Regions from separate parts of the Neogale vison genome. Here region 2 is linked to region 1. Evidence: chromatin contacts called from public Hi-C data. All regions are on one chromosome and are shown on one strand. Each heading gives the region's core, a stretch centred on a gene start, on an enhancer-like site or on the middle of the called end of the contact. The rest is flanking DNA. Distances are from core to core; before and after follow the strand shown. Region 1 holds the start of LETM2 (LETM1 domain-containing protein LETM2, mitochondrial). Region 2 holds the start of PLPP5 (phospholipid phosphatase 5).

What was found. A called contact is a pair of places that touch in the nucleus more often than the background predicts.
Region 2: a Hi-C map of fibroblasts shows a contact between it and region 1, with 4 times the contacts expected there. The contact joins the promoter of PLPP5 here to the promoter of LETM2 in region 1. A contact is called at or near these places in 2 of 3 Hi-C or Micro-C datasets (fibroblasts and muscle).

The regions. Positions count from the first base shown.
Region 1 is chr11:177,595,731-177,599,676 of ASM_NN_V1, reverse strand. It overlaps LETM2 (LETM1 domain-containing protein LETM2, mitochondrial), which reads left to right and starts at 1,663. Exons shown (of 11, transcript XM_044225365.1): 1 at 1,663-1,767; 2 at 3,481-3,561. The coding sequence starts at 3,515.
Region 2 is chr11:177,725,617-177,729,497 of ASM_NN_V1, reverse strand. PLPP5 (phospholipid phosphatase 5) reads right to left here and starts at 1,859. Exons shown (of 7, transcript XM_044225375.1): 1 at 1,777-1,859; 2 at 1,462-1,570; 3 at 880-970; 4 at 1-54. The coding sequence starts at 1,841. It overlaps NSD3 (histone-lysine N-methyltransferase NSD3), which reads right to left. Exons shown (of 23, transcript XM_044225369.1): 23 at 2,448-3,881. It overlaps DDHD2 (phospholipase DDHD2), which reads left to right. Exons shown (of 20, transcript XR_006380989.1): 18 at 3,286-3,446; 19 at 3,613-3,769.

The DNA of each region.
Region 1 (3,946 bases), core at 414-2,913:
GGAATTTTTTGTTTCTCTTCCAAAGATTATATCCAAAAACTCCTTACATGATAAATCACTTAATCTTGAAAGTCAAAAAATTGCCAGACCTGATAGCAGAAAGCAAACATTGCTTTGAACGAACGGATTTCAACAGAAAGTTTCTTAACCCTTCCCTTTTTATAATAGGATTGCTGCTGACACATGACAGTAGTAGAAAATCTAGCTCATCTTTCCAATACTGAACTTGGAATCATTCATCTGGTTTATGAATACTTAATGATTTTACTGTGCCTGTTTGTAAATGAATACAATGCATGAATAAGAATATTTCCTGGTATAAAATGTCTCCCAGGGAACTGAAAGGCATATTTTTGCATCTTTATGATCTTTTCCAGAAAAGTACATGTTCATGTTTGTGCGGTGATTTAATCTGTGGAATTAATGTGAAAATTATAACTATCTAGACTCTTAAAGCTCAAAATTTGCCATCGGAAATTTTCAGGAAAGGAAAGGGAGAGAGACCAAGGCTTTGTAGATTTTGTTAATTCTAGTAAACATAGAACGTGAAGTGAAACCTTTATGTGGAAACTCGGGCATCCAACATGCACAAAGGGCCCTCTAGTGGCCAAAATGAAAAGTTCTGCCTATTTAACACGGTTGATCCATTTGGTTTTAAGCCGAAAAATGCTTTGTAGATTAAAAGCGGTCTACATAAACAACAACAACAACAACAACAACAGCACAAAACCTGAAATTGAATACCCGCCATCTTTCATTCTTACAAATGTGCAGCCCAGATGAGTGAGTTCTGTGGTCAGCTCACGTGTTAAGTACTCTCCCTGTGAAAACGATTCCTTGTTGTCTGGTAGTCCAAGCGGATCCACTAAACATTTTGTTTTCCTTCTAGAGCCAGATGAAACGGATGGGTAGAGATAACAGGAGAGCGAGAACATTTCTATATCTATCACTTTTCCAAGACGGCTCAGTTACCCAACCTAGGAACTGAAGTGCCCCAACCTGCAGTACCTACGTCACTGCACAGTTACTAGAATATATATCTTAAATGTTATTTGAGATTTCTCCACAAACTACTGATCACAAACTATACCTGTTAAGCGAGCATTTATAAAGCAAATTACTTTAGTGGAATTCAGATTTCCACATGAGGATTTCACAGCATTCCACTCTCAGGCCCCGGAGAAGGGAAAGCGGGGTTTTCCTAACCATTCCCGCCCTTTCTGCCACTCCCTCTCCGCAGAGCTCTCCGCGCCATCCCAACCCCGGCAGTTGTTGATTTGTAGGGGTTGGGGGTGGGGAGAGTACATCAAAGTGATGTAATTCGTGACTTTAAGATGGTTACCATGGCGACTATCAGGCATATTACGCTATCGGTAGGGTGAGAGGTTCTTTAATCTAGCCTTCAACAAGCATTTTCGGGGACGTTAGCCTACACGCCAGAGAGTGGAGACAGGCGGAAAAGCGTCAGTCTTGCCCCCTGCCGCAAGACAGACTCTGCTTAAACTAAACCCAACAGAGAATTCATTTTGCCGGTGGGAACTGGACCTTGGCTACCTCCAGGGCTGCCGCACCGAAGAACGCCCTCCCGCCCCATAATCTGAGAGCTCATTGGTGGGTGGTGTCGTCACTCAGAGTGACGTAACGGGATAGGAAAGAGGTGGAGCCATAGAGACTTCTGGGGCCCCTCTAGCTGGGGACCTGGGCAAGGGAGGTTTGGGAAGGGACTGGAGGACTGAGGGAGCCGTTCTGGAGAGCCGGCCCGAGGAGGTAGGGGTGGGCTGGCCAAGTCCTTAGGCTGTTACTTGGTGGACCTCGCCTGCCTTTTTTACTCCGGAGCCCGCTCCCTCCGCATCCTGCTCTTCCCATCAGGGCCCAGGTTTCCCGACAGCTTCCAGTTCCCCACCGCACTCGCCTCAAGCCCATGACCTCGTGCCCCTGCCCGCCCCCCAGCTTTGGAGCTCAACCTCCATTTCCCCTCCTTCCGTGCTTCGCTACCTCCTTTCTCTTCCGTACCCGGCGCCCGGCTTCTCCTTCCATAAACCTGGATCGCCAACAAGGTTGTCCTCCCCGTGCCTGCACCATCCCCGCACCCAAACACAAAGAACCGCCCCCCCACCCCCACCCCACTGCCGCATACAGTCCACCAACACACTACGTGCACAAAAGCCGACGGTGCGTTTTGCCCCTGTGTCGTCAAGGGCCAGAAGCAAGGTAACCCGGGGAGCCTGGGGCCCCGCGTATGGGCGTGGGCGGTGCGAAGGCGCAGGCGGGGCTCCTGGCCGGCCCCGCCTAGGAAGTGGTTACCCACCGCTCCGGGCGGGACTGCCCTGGGGCCGGAGAGCAGGTTAACCGCCTGATCGGGTGTGGCTTGCCTCCAGCAGGAGACCACCCTCCCTTAGCCTGGGTTTAGACGGTCCGAAGTATTTTCTGAACTCCCGTTCAAAATGTCAGCTCTGTGGTTGAGGTTTCCATCCAGGAGAGCACCCTGGTCTGCGCCTTTTCCAGCTGCAGGAAAGCAAAGTTGACGCTAAGAGATACTACCAAAAAACACCTTGCTGCCCTTGGCTGAAAAGGACTACAGGATGGAGAAAGGTTTTGAAAAAGCTTGCTTAAAGATAGCTCAGTTTGGACTCTTTGGAGAATCATCAGTACAGGAAACCAATTTACCTCCACTTGAACGATTAGTAGGTACCATGTATTATCTTCACTGCTACGTAAATGTGGTCAGTGAATACTTTTTTCTGTTTGTTTAGTAGGCTCTGTGCCCAACATGGGGCTTGAACTCATGACCCTGAGATCAAGACTTGCATGCTCTACTACCTTAGCCAGCCAGGCACCCCTGCTTTTCATCTTTAAAAGTTTGGGGCAACTTGGCCAAGTATGGGAAAAAGCTAACTGAAACAAATCCAGGATATTTTATTCTACCTGTATTTTTAGGCTACAAATAAGTGTGTATTGCTTAACTTCTTAAATACCTGGCAGCCGGGACACCTGGGTGTCTTAGTGGGTTAAGCCTCTGCCTTTGGCTAGGGTCATGGTCTCAGGGTCCTGGGATAGAGCCCCACATCGGGCTCTTTGCTCAGCGGGGAGCCTACTTCCCTCTCTCTCTCTCTGCCTGCCTCTCTGCCTACTTGTGATCTCTGTCAAATAAACAAATAAAATCTTAAAAAAAAAAAAAAATACCTGGCAACCATTCAAGTAGGTTACTGGGTGTTAATGACCAGAAATTAAAAAGTCTTTAAAGACCATATCACCATCATGAGCACCATGATGTTAGAGATGATGTCTATTTGTTGGGATTCTCAAATCCAAGCTGAGAAGACATTCATGATTGTTGGAAATGATCTTGAGAGAGATTTTACACCTTGAACGGAATATGGAAATTTTCTACCTCTGCAGTAGTAAACACTGAAATCCTGGTATCTTTATAATTGATGTGTTCTTAAAATACTGAATTGTTTACTTAATCCTTCTGTCTAGGTTCCTATGTTGACTAGTTGAGACAAATATAAGTATGGCCTTCTACAATTATAAAACAGTCTTAGCTATTGCCCGGACAAGGTAAGCCATGGAATCCCCACTTACCCTGCAATATTTATATGAACTTTTTTTGCTAGACCAGAAAGATATATGTAAAAAGATAGGCTTGTTCCACAACAAATGAAAGCTTTGTTGGCTTTAACTCTACTGCTTTTTAGGAAGCTGACATTTTATTGTATTTAAACTTACCCTAGCTTTTCTATATGCCTTAGAACTCAGGCTGAGTAATCTTTAGATGTATGGCACAGGGAAGAGAGAAGATGTAATTGTTTTAGAGTGACACCTCTGTAACTGATGAATGTTGCATGGGCCCTTAGATAGAAAAATGAGCAAAATGGCTGTCAAACAAGCCAGGCCTGGGCATATACCTGTGCTCATAGGCCTGTTATCACTTATTTATTCTAAA
Region 2 (3,881 bases), core at 610-3,109, 130 kb before region 1:
TCAGTTTTATTGTGTTCGTAAACACACCGTTCAGAGCCAGGGCAAGGCTGGCAGCTGGAAAATAAAGAAACTTACTGTTAGTGGGTTTTGCCTAGGAGGACTTGCATGATCATGGTCTCATCAAGAGAGCAGCTGTGGTCTTTTTTTTTCTTTAAAGATTTTATTTATTGGGTGCCTGAGTGGCTCAGTCATTAAGCGGCTGCCTTCTGCTCAGGTCATAATCCCAATGTCCTGGGATGGAGTCCCACATCGGACTCCCTGTTCAGCAGGGAGCCTGCTTCCCCCTCTCTCTCTCCCACTCCCACTGCTCGTGTTCCTGCTCTTGTCTGTCAAATAAATAAATTTTTTTAAAAATAAAAAGATGTTATTTATTTGACAGAGAGACACAGTGAGAGAGGGAACAGAGGCAGGGGAGTAGGAGAGGGAGAAGCAGGCTTCCCGCGGAGCAGGGAGCCCGATGCACGGATGAATCCCAGGACACTGGGATCATGACCTGAGCCAAAGGCAGCCGCTTAACGACTGAGCCACGCCAGCGCCCCTGCCATGGTCTTTTTGAGATAGAACGGTCAGGCTCTAGCCAGAGCTGAGCAGAAAAATCATTCTAGGCCTGAACGTGGTGGAGTACAGAGAGCGCTTCTGGACTAGGCCGAATACATTTCTGGGGTACCAGTCATTCAGCACATTGTTCACCTCGGAGGTCAACTGTGTTCTCAGAGTGCCAGCTTTCTCACGGGTGACAATGCGGGTACAGGGGAGACAGGATGACTTTAGAAACATAGAACTCCGTGGCCTCCACAGGCAGAGGTCACACCTCCAGTGGCTGAGATGCCAGCACTGAGGAGACAGAGACCAGCCCAGCCAGGGAGGGCTCGTTCTTACCCAGGCAGGCTTGTTTGCTGTCGGTCGCACCAGCCTTCTTGAGACATCGGGCCAAGAGGATCAGGGACAGTGGGGAAAGAAATGCAATGACCTGAAACAGAGGTTAGTAGAGGTTAAAAAAAAAAAAAAACCAAACCAAACCCCCAGTAAAACCACATGGCTAGTGGTTCAAGCAGTGCCGACAGGGAGGAGGGATGGAGGGGACAGAAGTCACAGGTCAGACCTAGCGGGGCCCTGTCAGTGTTCGCCGTGGCAGCATCTGTGGGTTGACGGGGCAGCACCTGCTCCACCAGGAACGCCACAGCCATCAGCCATTACTCTTAAGTGACCGGTACCTCAATCCATCCTAAGGAGCAGAGCTTACAGTACGTGTCTTTTGGGCCAAAACTGGCATCTTGCGCTCTCAATTTGGATCGTTATCATAAGGAAACAAGAAGTTTGAGCCCCTCATCTAAGGGAGCAAGACGCTCCCCACGTCTTTCGTGGGGATCACCCTGGAGCCAGAGGGACCGCCGCCTGCTCCCTAGCATCGAGCTCGTCCTAAACATTAAGGGTCAGAAGGAAGGCTAGTTCTCCACGCACAAACATGGGCTTGGTGGGGAAATACTCGGCTTCCACATACGGATTCCGGTAAAGCCACATCTCCTCTGGCTGGATCAGCCTCTGGAAGGGAGGGAGGAGCTCCGTTACCCTAGAGGGGAAACAAAAATGTGCAGAGCATGTTGGTTTGCTTCCGGCCGGGCCGCTCGTCGGGACTTCCCACCGCTGCCCGCCCCTGCACTGGGAGCCCCGGGCCGAGGCAGGGGCTGCCCGGCCGCCAGCCGCCTTCGGGGAGGGGGGTGGGGGGGGGACGGCCCAAGGGTGCGGGCCGCGGGGTTCGAGCGGCAGGACGCTTACAGGAAGGCCGTGAACAGGGCGAGCCGCACGCCCAGCTCGGCACCGAGGGCCGCCACCTTCCCCATCCTGCCGTCAGCCAAACAGACGCCGCGCTGACGTGGCAGCTCTGGCGGCAGCGGCGGGAGGCGAGGCCGCCCCGGGGAGGGCCGTCCCGGTGGTGGGAGGCCGGGCCTCGGAGGCTCGGGGGCGCGGGCTGGCGGACGCTGGGCGAACTGCACCCGAGGAAGGCGTGGCAGCCACTTCCCTGCCCTGGCGGGTCGGCGATCCCTCGGCGGCGCTCTGAGAGCCCCAGCTGGCAGCAGGAAGGAGGCGCCCGCAGTGCCATTCCAGGGGACACCGACCACGAGCCGGCGCCCGGCGTCTGGCCGACCGGCAGGCCTCCGCGGAGTCGGCTGAGTCGCCGGGACGAGAGTGACGCACATCTCCCCTTCCCGCCGTTCGCTCCATAGTCTCCCACCACCCTAAGCAAGAAGCAACATTCATTCTCCAAGGACTTTCCCTCTGTGAAAACACGACCAAACCCCACGTTATAGGCTCCAAGCTTATTTGCGACAGCATTCTGAAGGACCTCGGGTCATTGGCCGGCACCGGGTGCCTGCTCTCCCCATTATGACCTCTCGCCCAGCAGTTGTGGCAAGAAACTACAGGCAATGAACAAGTCCACAGTTTGATTTGGAACATACAGGACAATTTATTGAAGTCAATCTCAAGCAAAATCTGAAGTCAGTGGAATGTCATTAAGAACCTTTCCAAATTAATCCTCACGGAAGCAAAAAACACATCTGAATTTCAAAGTATTTGTAAAATAAAAAAAGGCAACATCTCAGTAAATATAATGTACAAAAATTTATGTTCCTACCAGCACACACAGTAGTAAGAAGCTTAAAATTCCAGGCAATCCTAAATATACTATAACTAGTCAACAACAAGCTATCTATATACAGGTTAACCAAGCTTTACACGTTTCACACTATGCAGTAAAACATAGGCCATTCAACAAAACCCCCAAAATATCATATATCTTGAAGTCTATGTGGCAACATCAAGTCATTATACAGTAATGCCCTAGTGGAACGCCCCCCAGGGAAAATGAACACTAATCCCTTAGTGTCAAGAGCTTCTAGCCAAGTCACAGAAACTCAAAAGAGATTGACTTTAGTGAATATTGATGCTTTGTTATTAAAGACTCAAGTCTCAAGTGATTTAGGCAAAATAACATTTCACAGGATCTACAAATTTATTACAGATAAACAAAGTACAGAAATAACCAATCTACAAAGGTCATTATCATAGATAAAGATCACAAGAAAAAGAAAACAATCTGTAGGTATCTGTGTTTGCTGTGCAATATCACAAGTGGTTACAAATGAATTTCTCCTATCAATTCCAATTATGCACACACCCTTGTATAGAAAAAGGATCTTATTAGCCAGTTGTAATCATCATTTAGTATCAATCATCACTTAGCATCTTGGTCATCGGAGGCCATGTGATTTTCTTTTTTAACAGAGGGTATGCGACAGCACAAATGAGATAAAGAGCAGTATTAATAACAACAGAGTAAAAAGTAAATTGTATCCAGTCCACTGCTAACCCGACAAGAATACCTCATACATACCTCGTCTTGATGATCTGATGGACACTGCGCGCCCCGCGTGTACACATCGAAGGTCTGTGGCAGGTGGCGGCGGGGGGGGGGGGGGACCAGCACCTGAGGGGGCTTGCCTGCCAACTCGCAGATCCGGAGGGTCACATAAGAAAACTAAGGACTGAATAAATGACTTTGGCAACTGTTCATCTTTTTCACTTTTTCTTACATGTAACTGACTTTCACAGGCTACAGAAGGGCAGGCTGCTCTCCTCCTCCCCACCATACACACGTCTGTGCCACAAGCACCTGAACTTGTCACTTAAGCAATGGACTGACGGAGAAAAGAACGGAAATGGTTTCTGAAACACACACAGACTACACCCTGCGTTTCAGGAGTATAACGTAAGTGCAAATTTTCGTTTTTTCCCCTACACAGGCATATATATTAAAAGGAAAGAAGAGGCGCACAGGGATGGGGTTGACAAAAATACAAGAGAAAGAACACACATGGGAA